2 separate regions of the Mus musculus genome follow, and region 2 is linked to region 1. Evidence: chromatin contacts called from public promoter capture Hi-C data. All regions are on one chromosome and are shown on one strand. The core of a region is the stretch at or near the end of the contact, and the rest is flanking DNA. Distances in the headings are between cores, read along the strand shown.

The links. Promoter capture Hi-C pulls out the DNA fragments that hold promoters and counts their contacts.
Region 2: a contact with region 1 is called in a promoter capture Hi-C map of liver, with 2.4 times the contacts expected there. The contact joins two enhancer-like sites. A contact is called at or near these places in 4 of 39 promoter capture datasets (liver, neutrophils and pre-B cells) and 1 of 115 datasets of contacts at active chromatin or transcription factors (embryonic stem cells).

Annotation. Positions count from the first base shown.
Region 1 is chr2:155,236,680-155,242,375 of GRCm38.p6, reverse strand. All of the region lies in intron 1 of Dynlrb1 (dynein light chain roadblock-type 1), which reads right to left. Among named protein-coding and RNA genes, the nearest start is that of Dynlrb1, 3.0 kb to the right of the region's middle. Within about 2 kb of position 1,270, at least 100 of the 459 cell types and tissues checked have an H3K27ac peak or open chromatin away from gene starts, as enhancers often do. A contact at or near this core is called in liver, where this site is marked.
Region 2 is chr2:155,636,736-155,642,867 of GRCm38.p6, reverse strand. Trpc4ap (transient receptor potential cation channel, subfamily C, member 4 associated protein) reads left to right here. Exons shown (of 19, transcript NM_001163452.1): 12 at 1,178-1,279; 13 at 2,311-2,394; 14 at 3,305-3,395; 15 at 4,680-4,820; 16 at 5,102-5,210. Among named protein-coding and RNA genes, the nearest start is that of Gm22334, 13 kb to the left of the region's middle. Within about 2 kb of position 1,922, at least 54 of the 459 cell types and tissues checked have an H3K27ac peak or open chromatin away from gene starts, as enhancers often do. A contact at or near this core is called in liver, where this site is marked.

The DNA.
Region 1 (5,696 bases), core at 21-2,520:
GCTTTTAACAGGAAAGAGGCACTTCATTCTTTGTAGGTTAAACATCAAAAATGAAAATATTTCAAAGGGAGCAAAATGACCCCATAAAGATAAACTCAGTGACTTAAAAAGCTGCCACCCTAAACACAGTGACACTTGGTATATAAGAACAGGAAATATGCTGGGCAGTGGTGGCACATGCCTTTAATCCTAGCACTTGGGAGGCAGAGGCAGGCAGATCTCTTTGAGTTCGAGGCCAGCCTGGTCTACAGAGTGAGTTCCAGGACAGCCAGGGCTACACAGAGAAACCCTGTCTTGAAAAATCACCACAAGAAAAAAAAAAAAAAGAAAGAAAAGAAAAGAAAAGAAAAAGAACGAAGGAAGGAACAGGAACTATGTCTCAGGAAGAGCTCTGATTATCCAGAAACTGCTCAAGGTGGGACGTCCTAGCACACAGAGCCTGTCAACTGAGCAGATGATGAGAAGTAGGATCTCCCTCTGTGAAACATGCTTCTATACAGCCCTGGCTGTCCTGGAACTCACTCTGTAGACCAGGCTGGACTCAAACTCAGAGACTGCCTGCCTCTGCCTCTGCCGGGATTAAAGATGTGTGCTATCACACCTGGTCCTCCCCACCCCTTCAAAAAAAACAAACTTTCAAAGCTGCTTTTCTGAAACCAAATAGTTTTCTAGACCACCTGACACATCTCTTCAAGACCTAGTCTGTGACTCTGTGAGACATGTCAGAGCCTGTGTCTAGCTACTTAGTCTCTTAGAGTGGTCAGCAGAGTAGGTCCCCATGAACACAAGTCTAGCTGACCTTCCTCTCTCTACAGCTGGAGCCTGGTTTTGAAGTGTGCTTATTCTCAGGGTGCCCCCTCCACAGGCTTGGAATCTAGTCATAAGCTCCTCAAACGTAGTCAGGACAGGCGTTCGGATCTCTGTGAAATCAAGGCCAGTCTGTACATAGTGAGCTATAGCACAGCCAGGGTTTTATAGAGACTTTATCTCCAAAAGGGAAGAAGGCAAAGGGTCTTTGGAAACAGGGGTGTCATTCACAGAAAGAATGGTTCTCCATCACCTGGGTCCAAAGAGCTAGAGCTGGGGGCGGTGTGTGTGTGTGCTCCAAAACTGGAGATAACACAATGGGTTATTTTTATGAAAGGCTCACCCTAACAACCTACTTCCTGTAAGAACAGTGCCAGATGCCACAGGGTGGGTAGAGGGCTCCCCCTACAGAGCGCCAAGCAGCTTCATGCCTCTAATCTAGAACCTGGGTAAAAGGGCATGGTTGTGTCAGAAGCCGTTTGCCTGCTTCTGTGGAGAGAAAGAAAATAAATAAAAGCCTGCCTGCCAGGCAGAGTCAAGGCAGGTCAGGGGTACTGGCAGATTTCCTGGCCTGCTGAGGCATGGAACAGTAAGAGAAGGTGCACGTCAGGCAAGATGAGGGGCTGAAGACTCCACTGACCTTGGGAGTTACAGGGAGGCTCTGGGATGAGAACTGATGGCTTATGTGTTATGGCGCAGTCGTTCCTGTGGCTTTGCTTCCCAGAATACTGTGAGGTATAAAAAGGCTAAGAAAAACTAACTAGAGGCCGATGTGGCATTGACCTGCAGCCCTCCCATACCTGTCTCTTGCATCTTTTTTCTGCCTTCCCTATAATTATCCTCACTCCCGCCTCAGAGGACTGTTCCCAGCAGGTTGGTTGGAATTGGGGGATCAAGTGAAGGACAACGAGGAGGGAGAGCTTGAGAAAGAAAAAGGGGCTCAGTGCAATGAGAGTTTCTTGTAACCGACACAGGGAAACAGATAAGGGAGCTTGGAAAAAGAAAAAGACAGGGAAAAAAGATGTGAAGTGGAAACAATCGTTTGCTTTTTGTACAAATGCTTAAGAATATGCTTTGCTCAAGTAGGGCAACAGCAACTACATTTAATTTTTTAGATTTTGTAGAGGTGATTTGTCCTTGGTTTCTTGAAGAAGGTACAGTAAATTTAGCAACCTAGGAGAAGGTTAGAGAAAGACTTGGAGATTATTATGGTGTGCATGGACCAGGTAAAGTACCTGTAGATACCTTCAGTCTTCTAACTAGGGATAGATTAGATCCTAGACATGAGAAAGAAGCAGCATCCAGGGAGCAGACCCCCTCCGGCCCCTCTCCCCACACTCTCAGACTGGAGCACCCACTGACCCCCCAGAGCGTCAGAGGCGGAAGCGGAGGGCAAGGAGACAGCAACATGGAGCACAAGGCACAGGTGAGTTATGATCCAACCCAGCAGGTTAAGGTCTAAGAAAAATGTTCGAGGCTGATAAATGCAAGGTGAAGGTTAGAGGATGTAAAAGAACTTGATAGTGATGGATTAGAAATAAAAAATCCTTCAGATGAAAGATATTTAAAGTTGGTAAATGCAAGTGATAAATGTCAGAGGATCTAAGAAGATGTTTTAATGTATATAATTTCAAGTTACAGAGATGTAAGAAACAATTTAAGGTATAAAAAGGGGAAATGTTTCATATTCTCCCTGCATGCTATTGTCATTTCAAAGTTGAGAATTTTAACATTGATCAGTGGAGTTCTGATGAGCTAATGAAACACTGGCAGTTAACAATTCAGCCATAAGCTCAAGATTTTCATTTCCCTTTGGTTGGCTTCTGAATATAAACTTAAAGATGCTTATCATGCTAAAACCATCTCTGTTCAATCTGTGTATCTATAGCTGTAAACCTTTAACTAGCTCTCAAACGCACGAGTCTACTCCTGGTGTCTAACAGACACCTCTTAACTATTTTTCTAAAATATGGATTTCAATGCAATGGTATATCCTTTTGCAAACTACAGTTCATATAAACTTTGGGAATCAAGAGTCTTAAGACTTGGACTCACCTGTCACAAATCAAATGGACTCCAGATAAGTACACCTGCCTGTTCTGATCCAATCCAGCAGGTTGCCCCAAACACACACACCCCAAATCCCAGCACTTAGGAGGTAGAGGCAGGAGGATTGGAAGTTCAAAGTCATCCTTGGTTAAATGGCAAGTTGTGCACCATATAAGGCACAAATAAAAAAATAGTCCCATGCACCAAACATATCAAAAAGGAAGCATACCCAGCTGCCAACAGTGGTTAGCTTGGGGGAGGGGTAAGAATGACCTCGTGCACCTCTTACAGATCATATACAACTGCCATATGAGTTCACTTGGAATGTTCATCTAAATATGTAGCAATTTTATGAATGCAAACAACAATACAGTACTGATTATAGAAATCTACCATGTATGAAAACACAGCACATATACACTTATGTAAATTACTCCCGGGGGGGGGGGTCCTGTCTGGAGCACACCTTTAATCCCAAAACTTGGGAGTTGGAGGCAGGCAGATCTTTGTGAGTTCTAGCCCAGCCCGGCCTACAGAGGAACTTTCAGATATATATACAGATATATATTCTGGTGTATAAAGAACTCCTTGGTCTACAGAGGGAGATTCACACATACAGACACACATAGACATAGACAGACATACAGACACACAGACAACACAGACCAGACAGACACACACACACACACACACACACACAAATCTGGTTGTTCCTGAAGGAGACTGAAGCTGGGATTAGGAATGGATGAGAGAGCGATTTTTCACTTAGGTCCTTTTGTATTAAAACTGTGAATATGCTATTTAAAATTTTTAAAATATATTGATGTATTTACTTTATATATGCAGTATGTATGTATGACTTATGCAGGAGCCTGCAGAAGTCAGAAGTAGGTGTCAGATCTAGAAGTGGAGTTACAAACAGATATGAGCAGACATGTGGGTGTTGGGAATTGAACCTCAATCTTCTGTAAGAACGACAAATACTCTCAATGGTTGAGCCCATCTCTACAGTTCCCTATTAAAATTTTTTTACAGGCGAGTGTTGTGGAAAATAACATTGCACAGATTTGAAGCAATACTGTTTTTGATGATGTAGACACAGTCTTCGTGATACCATGAAAATCACAGACCCCTAATTGAACAGTCGATGCAGACCACAACAAAAACAGAATAAGAACACCATACACAATGTACCTATGTAGTTGCCTCTAGCTCAGTGATCCTTAACCCTCCCAATCTGTGACCCTTTAATATGGTTCCTCATGTTGTAGTGACCCCCAGCCACGAAATTATTTCACTGTTACTTCATAACTCTAAGTATCTGATATGTGATCCCTGTGTGCTGAGACCCACAGGTTGATAACCACTGTCTAGGTGATGCCAGTCTGTTTCCTTCTCAGTTGCTTAGTTTTCTGGGACTAAAAAAAGTAATTAAAAGCACTGGATATTCTTCCATATAGGAGTGAATTTGACTCCCAGCACTTATATGGTGGCTCACAGGCATCAGTAAATCCAGTCCCCATCTGATGCCTCTCCAGGCACATTATACATAGACATGTATTCACTAAGCAGCAGGCTGCAGCTGTCAAAATGGCTGCACCTCTGCTCCTGCCTCAGCCTATAGCCCTCACTGGAGCTGCCTCAGCCATCAGGAGGTACCCCTGGTACCATGTCCTCTCTGGCCTCCCCAAACATCTCAACAGTGATGGCAGCTGCCTGCAGTTGGGAAGGCCTTCCCATCCTAGCTCAATGGTCCTGATGAAGGAAAAGGGGGGCAAAAAAACCCCACCAATGCCTGGACAGGAAAACCTACCAATCCCAGAGCTCCCCCAAATCCCAACCAATTCTCACTCTGGAAATCTCTGCCCTGAGAAGCTCTGCCACCTAAGAAATCCTACTTAAGACTTCTTCTTTGTTTGGTGTCCTGCTGCCCACTTCCCAGAGCAGAGACAGCCACCCCAGGATTCATCCCTCCACACCCTGGATTTGTCCCTGCAATGAGACTCCTGAACTACCCGGCTCAGCTGGGGATACCCTCCCTGCTGTTGAGGAGACTTCCTCTCAGAGTTGTGTGCTTCCTGGCCCCGTGTCTCAGTATGCCCTTCCATGGGACACCTTCTCCCCTCAGAGCTGTGTGGTTCCTGGGCTTCCGTGGAGTGCCCACGAAACCCTTCTTTAGCAGCAGGAACACTTAACAATACATACAAGCAAAACACTACTTATATACATAAAATATTTAACTTTAAAAACAAAAATAGCTTGGGCGTTTTATATCCTAAGCTGCCCTCCAACTTCAAATCCTTTTGCTTTTGCCTTCGCCTTCCCAGAGCTGGAATTGCAAGCGTGCATCCGTTGTAAATAAAATTCTGAGGTTTGGTTTAACGACGGAAAAGGCCTTATAAATTCTGTACACTTGTGAGGGTTGAAAGCACCACCCTGACCCCCGTGGGGTGGACCTCGCCGGTACCTGACCCCAACGCCAAACTGAACCCACAGGCAGCAGTCAAGCCTGCAGAGTTCGAATCCCGGGGATCGCTGCCTTAGGATTCCAAGTGTGAAGATGGCCCTAATGGCCGTACCTACTTCCCAGAGCGGAGGAGGAAAGGCCATGCACGTAAGCGCTTACGCCCAGGGTGCCTGCCATATGCCGGACTTCAGAAAACGTCGCAGCCCGGCCGGGGTCTCCCAACACTGACCAAAAAGCAAAACTGTACTCGAGCCGGAGGGCGGGCCTCCGGGGCGACCCCTCACAGACCAGCTTCCGGTCGCTCCGCCTCGGCTGGGACTAAAGGCCCGCATCCCCGGGTCCCGCGGGGCGACGCCCAACGACCAGAACCCCT
Region 2 (6,132 bases), core at 673-3,172, 400 kb before region 1:
GGCCCAGAGGAGGGGTTCTCAAGGCAGTGCTGGGGCAGCCTGAGTTTTCAATGTTGTACAAGTTAATAGAACATGCCTGAGGACAGTGCTGCCTAGGGGCCTCTGTCTCTTATGATTCTGTTTTGTGAGAACGTCTGTGGCTGAAGGCATCTGTAGTTGACAGAATTATACCGAGTGTGTGTGTGTGTGTGTGTGTGTGTCCGTCCCTGTCCTAGCTTTCATCAGACTCTAAATCAGTACTTCTTTGTACCTGGCCTAGTGGAAATACTATGATCCCTGCTGTCATGTAGAGTACATTTGGGAGAGGAAGTTTACCATTAGAGAAGGTCACCAGTTACAGAATGCCTGATGTCAAATAGGCATGGTGTGTGGGAACAAAAGAGCACACTCCGTGAAAGGACAGTTGTCAAGTGTCCTGACCGGCTGGCGGTGCTCAGTGACTATTGCAGAAGCAATCTGTGAGCAGAGGCCTGACCGGGATGAAGAGGCAGCGTGAGAGAGTTGAGCCAGAAGGCTCCCACATAGAGAAGCCCTGTAGGAGGATATGGCGTGGTCATGAAAACCAGAGTGGCCAGATGGTGTGGCAGGTGTGAGCTGCTCAGTTTGTTGTAGCCACAGAGGTGGCCTGGCTGCACAGGGCCTCAAAGACATGATCACTCCCTAGGGGTTCACACAACAGGGTGTGAGAATTGGGTAAGCATTTTCAATAATGACATGGTCCCAGTCCTGTTTTAGAAATCACTCAAGGAGCTGAGGGAGGGTTCCCTTCCTGTGAGAAGCAGCTGAGCAAGTGCTTCTGTGCTGCACAGACCGTAATGACAAGCCTGGACGGAAGGAAGAGGAGCGATTGTGTCACAGTTGGTCAGGCCTCTGCGTTGTGACTCTGGCCACTGAGAATGCTGCAGCAGGGCTAGGCTCAGGACTAAGATGGCAGACAGGATCAGATGTGCTGAAGTGCAGGTGACTCTGAGAAGTCATAGAGAAGTGTTCAGTGTGCAACATGGAGACCTGGAGGTGCCGAGGACGGGCTTGTTAGGAATGACAAGCACGTGTAGAAGTGCTGGGGGACTCTCAGTGCTCCTCCCGACAGGAGTGGGCAGAGCAGACTTTGTGCCCGCTGCAGAGCTGCTCAGCAGCTCCAGCCCCGCCCTTTACCCTTTGCACCCGTCTGTTTCAGGAACAAGTACTTGCTGCTCAACAACCAGGAGCTAAATGAGCTCAGTGCCATCTCGCTGAAAGCCAACATCCCTGAGGTGGAGGCTGTCCTCAACACTGACAGGTGATCTTTGTGGGGACCGCTGTGGATACAGGGCTCCCAGCAGGGCACACGCGGGGCTGCGTACTTGTGCTTCCTCACACGTAGCTACCACCCCACTGGCTTTGTGAGCTAGATCCTCACATCTCCTGCATTTCCTAACTGAGGATCACAGCAGCCTCAGAAGGAAGTGCCATCGTCATCTTCCTCTTTACATGTATATGACAGCAAAGGTCAGCTATACTCTGTCCTTCCACCTTATCCCATGCAAATCATGGCCCCTTTACTGGTATCCTCATTTCTTGCCCAGTGGCAGCTGTGCCAAGCAGGACAAGAAGAAGCTAACCCTTCACCCTCTGCCCTATGTCTACCTCCTCTTTGGGATCAACACAGTGCCATGTCTGGCTCATGGGGGCTTGTGAAGTGTGGCCCTAATCTAGCAGCTACAGTCAGAAATCCCCAACTTCTTCCTGAGAAGATGGATCCATCGGTGCCCCGGCGTCTGCAGGGGCTGGAAATGGAGCTGCCGTGTGAAGAGAGAGTTTAAGGGCCCAGACACCTGCCACTGTGACAGGCCTAATCATTTTCTTACCTACTGCTGCCTTTGCCTCATAGACGGGAAGCTGAGGCCTGGAAGCCCACAGCTGAGCTGGAACTGACCCTGGGCAGGATAAAGAACTCTGGGCACTGCCCAATTGGCACAGACTTTTTATTCCATCTGGCATACTCTGCTGTGGCCTGAATTAAACCCATTTGTGATGTAAATGGCCGCCTTCTGGCAGTTTGGAGCCCCATCTGGCCATGGGTGTGCCTCTGCCTCTGGCCAGTGGGTCTGAGGAGGGAAAAGCGGCCTAAGGCGCAGGAGAAATGCACCTGGCCATTGAGCTGACGGCTGCAGTCTCTGAGGTCCTGGCACACGGTGGAGCAAGAAAGCATCCTTGCAGACTCAGACATTGCCTGTTCTTTCCTCCATCCACAGCGACACAGGACGAGCTCAGTGGCCCCTCTTAGCCATTCAGTTCTGTCACCAGTGCTGTCTGTCCCTTTGATTTCAGGAGTCTGGTGTGTGACGGCAAGAGGGGCCTACTAACTCGGCTGCTGCAGGTCATGAAGAAGGAGCCAGCGGAGTCTTCATTCAGGTGAGTAAGGAGAGCTGTGCTTGGGAGGGGTCTAGGAGCCAGGGGGTTCCCAATGGGTTAGTCTCCAGTACCTACTCCTTAAGGTTGGGGAGGCGGCCTCACCAGCCGCTGGCACTATGGGATTCAGCTGGTAAGTGCGTGTGTCCTTGTCACATGCCAGCAGGGTATTTTAGGAGGTAGGTGATCATCAGGCTGTCACTAGAGAGGTAGAGCACAAATGGATCCAGGCTATGCCTGTGTGACTTCCAGGGATCATGGGAAGGAAGCATGAAAGGAAAGAAACCTGCTTCAGTGCAGTATGGGAGAAAATAGAGCCAGGGACCGCCCGGGGGGGGGGGGGGGGCTTGGAAAGGTTGTAGACAAGAGGATTCCACCAGGCCTGGGTACAGGGCTCTGTCCCTACAGGGTTCACCTATTCAGACCCTCCCTCAGGTATCCCAGCTGAGTCTTTGGGCCACTCAGTATCTGTTGGCTCCTATCTAGACCAGCTCAATGCATATGAAGTCAGTGATGTCGCCACACAAACCCTTCTGCTGGCCACACATCCCTGGTCTATGTCTTTCCAGTATTCTGAGAGTGGAAAGCCTAGAGTGGTTTTACATGGAACTTACTAGAGGCCACTCTTTGAGCCCAGATGCCACTGTGTATGCCCATATACCATAGAAACACGTTTTGGTCCAGCCCACAATGAAAGACTGGCCCCTGCCGAGCTGTGAGCACCATACATGAGAATGGCGATCCTCTTGCTTATTGATCTGTCCTCAAGACCTAGGACTGGGGCACAGACTGGGAAATGTTAAGTAAATATTAGACACTGGGCTGCAAACCACTCTGCCTCTGGGGGCATTTAGCCTGCACCAGGGGAGGGCAGCCAAAGCCTCCTGGTCCAGGATCAACACTTGGGTTGCAGGTTTTGGCAAGCCCGGGCTGTGGAAAGTTTCCTCCGAGGGACCACCTCCTATGCAGACCAGATGTTCCTGCTGAAGCGAGGCCTTCTGGAGGTATACTGGAGGAAGCAGGGCGTCGAGTAGCTGTCCTCCCCAGTCCAGCCCCTCGAATTGATTCTTCGTTCTGAGCCTTAAAGAGTTTGGTCAGGAACAGACCTTTTCTGGTTGTTCCTAGTGCGCATTGTTCCAGGGTTGGCCCTGGGTTGCCAGCTGTGGGCTCCCTGTAGGTATTGAGGGCTAAAGGACTCAGGTAGTTGTGCAGGAATTTAGAATACAGAGTTACCCAGCAAGCCCTTTGACCCTGGGGATAATTTGGTATTGACTAAAAGTTAACAAAGCCACCAACCAGGCAGCATACACAAGCTAGTCCGAGGCCCCCGACACATATACAGCAGAGGACTGCCTGGTCTGGCCTCAGTGGGAGAAGACTTGCCTAACCCTTGAGAGACTTGAGGCTTCAGGGAGTGGGGAAGCCTGGTGGGTGGCAGTGAGGGGGAAACAAAGCGGGGAGGAAGAATGGGATGAGGAGCTGTGGGAGGGGGCAGTGATGTAAGAAAATAAAAGTAATGATATTTCCATATTGATTAATGGCATGTAGCAAAAGGAATTTGAAGAGAGAGCAAATAGCTAGAATTACAGTTGGTATTTTTAGGAAATGACTATGAACATGGAACCATGAATTGTAAAGGAAAGCAGCTGCCAATCATGTAAGCTCAAGAAAATGAACTGAGCTTGGAGACCCCACACTTTAGAAGCAGAAGCAGGAGTTGTTCAAGTTCAAGGCCAGACCCTGTCTCACAAAAAAAACAAAGCAGGAATGAAGAGAGGGAGGGAGGGGAAATCAGAAACCAGAATGGAAGCAGGGAAGAGTTCCCTGTTGAGGAGTTAAGTTGGCTTACTGTTCTGAGTAACTATTTAGTGATTTGTGTGTGTTCTATGCGGTTTTATTGGTAAACATAAGACAGTGCAGAGGGTCAGAATATGTGCCCTGCTCTTCAATCCTGGGCCCTCGTGCTTAGGGCAGCAGCCCTTGTTAGGTCTGGAGACAGAACCATGTAGGTAGCTGCAGAGCAAGTCAGAGGCGTTGTGTGGGAGCCTGGGAAAGAGAATACCACCTACCCACCCTGTTCCCCCTGCTGAGGTCAGCCACCTGGTTCTGTCCTTGGAGCCACCAGTATCCTCAGAAAAGAGCCTAGACAAAGTTGCAGGTTTCATCCACCTGTATGCTTGCTTGAACCAAGTGGGTAGTCTGAGCTCCAGGCCAGGCCTGAGTGGCAAACAGATGAGGGTGGGGGGCAGACCCATCCACTCACTCACCCTGTCCCCTGTTTGACCCAGCACATCTTATACTGCATTGTGGACAGTGAGTGCAAGTCTAGGGATGTACTCCAGAGCTACTTTGATCTCCTGGGAGAGCTGATGAAGTTCAACGTCGATGCATTCAAGAGATTCAATAAATATATCAACACTGATGCAAAGGTAGGGCTTGTCCAGGGCTCCGTGCTGTTGGCTGAAGTACCAGCTGTCCGTAAGCTTTGGCCTGCCCATCTTCAGGGGTGGTCACACAGTTGGAAGAGTCTGGGATCTGGTGGGACAGTCAGGCTTCAAGCCAGACCCTAAGACTATTGGGCTGAGAACTTTGGCTGTTAGAGCATCTTAGCAGGCCACTCGGTGTCCCATCTGCGGAGTAGTGGAGCTGGGGTAGAAGGTTGGTGGTGCCCTGGCCAGCAGCCTGCCAGTAAGCACCATCTCTGCTCCAGTTCCAGGTGTTCCTGAAACAGATCAACAGCTCGCTAGTGGACTCCAACATGCTGGTGCGCTGTGTCACTCTGTCACTGGACCGATTTGAAAACCAGGTGGACATGAAAGGTGAGGAGGCCAAGGTGCCAGTGCACATGGCTGCAGTCTAACTGCCAGGCACCTGGCCTCCAGCCAGGAATTGTGTGCCTGGGTCAGGAGGACAGTCTTGACCAAACTCGATGTGTTAGTCAACTTCTCCATTGTGTCAACTTCTCCACTGGTTTGCTTCCTCTAATGAGCAAGTATATCATCTTAGTAAAGAAAAAGCTGCCTTCTAGACTGACTGCTTGGATTGAACAGGGTCCCTTCATTCTGTTTTTCTGCACAGGACTATAGTATGCAGCTGTGGTGGGTGTGTCAGACCTCACCTAGAATCGTGTGTAATAACGCATGTGCACATCTGTGCCTTTTTCCCTAGGTCTGTGGCATCAAACAGATTGTCACAAGTTTATGAACACTTCCAAAAGAGGACAGTGTTCCTCATGGTTGTCATTGGTACCAAAAGCATCCTGTAATAGATAATTAGACCATTTACCTCCTGTTGCTTCTCTGAAGGGTCTGTTTTAGGAGGCTGGTGACATGCACTCTGATGTAATCAGTGCAGTGCCTTCCCAGTAGTATGAGAGGTCAGGTGTTCAGTGCTCCTTCACCCTTAACACAGCAGTGGACACAGATGTGTGAGAACTATGGCAAACCAGTCTCCTTTAGAGTTCTGGCAAGTTTAAGATAGACTGTTTCTCTGTGTGTGGTTTATGTATGTGTGGGTATATATGCAGATGTGGAGGCCAGAGGTTGATATCTGGGCTCTTCCTACCTTAAATGTTTAAACAGTCTCCTGCTGAACCTGGAGCTCATGGGTTTGACTAAGCTGGCTGACTTCAGGGGTCTACCTGCTTGTGTGACCCCAGCTCTGGGGTTTTAGATGTATGCTGCCACATGGGTTCCTGTGACCCGAGCTCTGATGCTTGTGCAGCAGTGTTAGTGAGTCTTC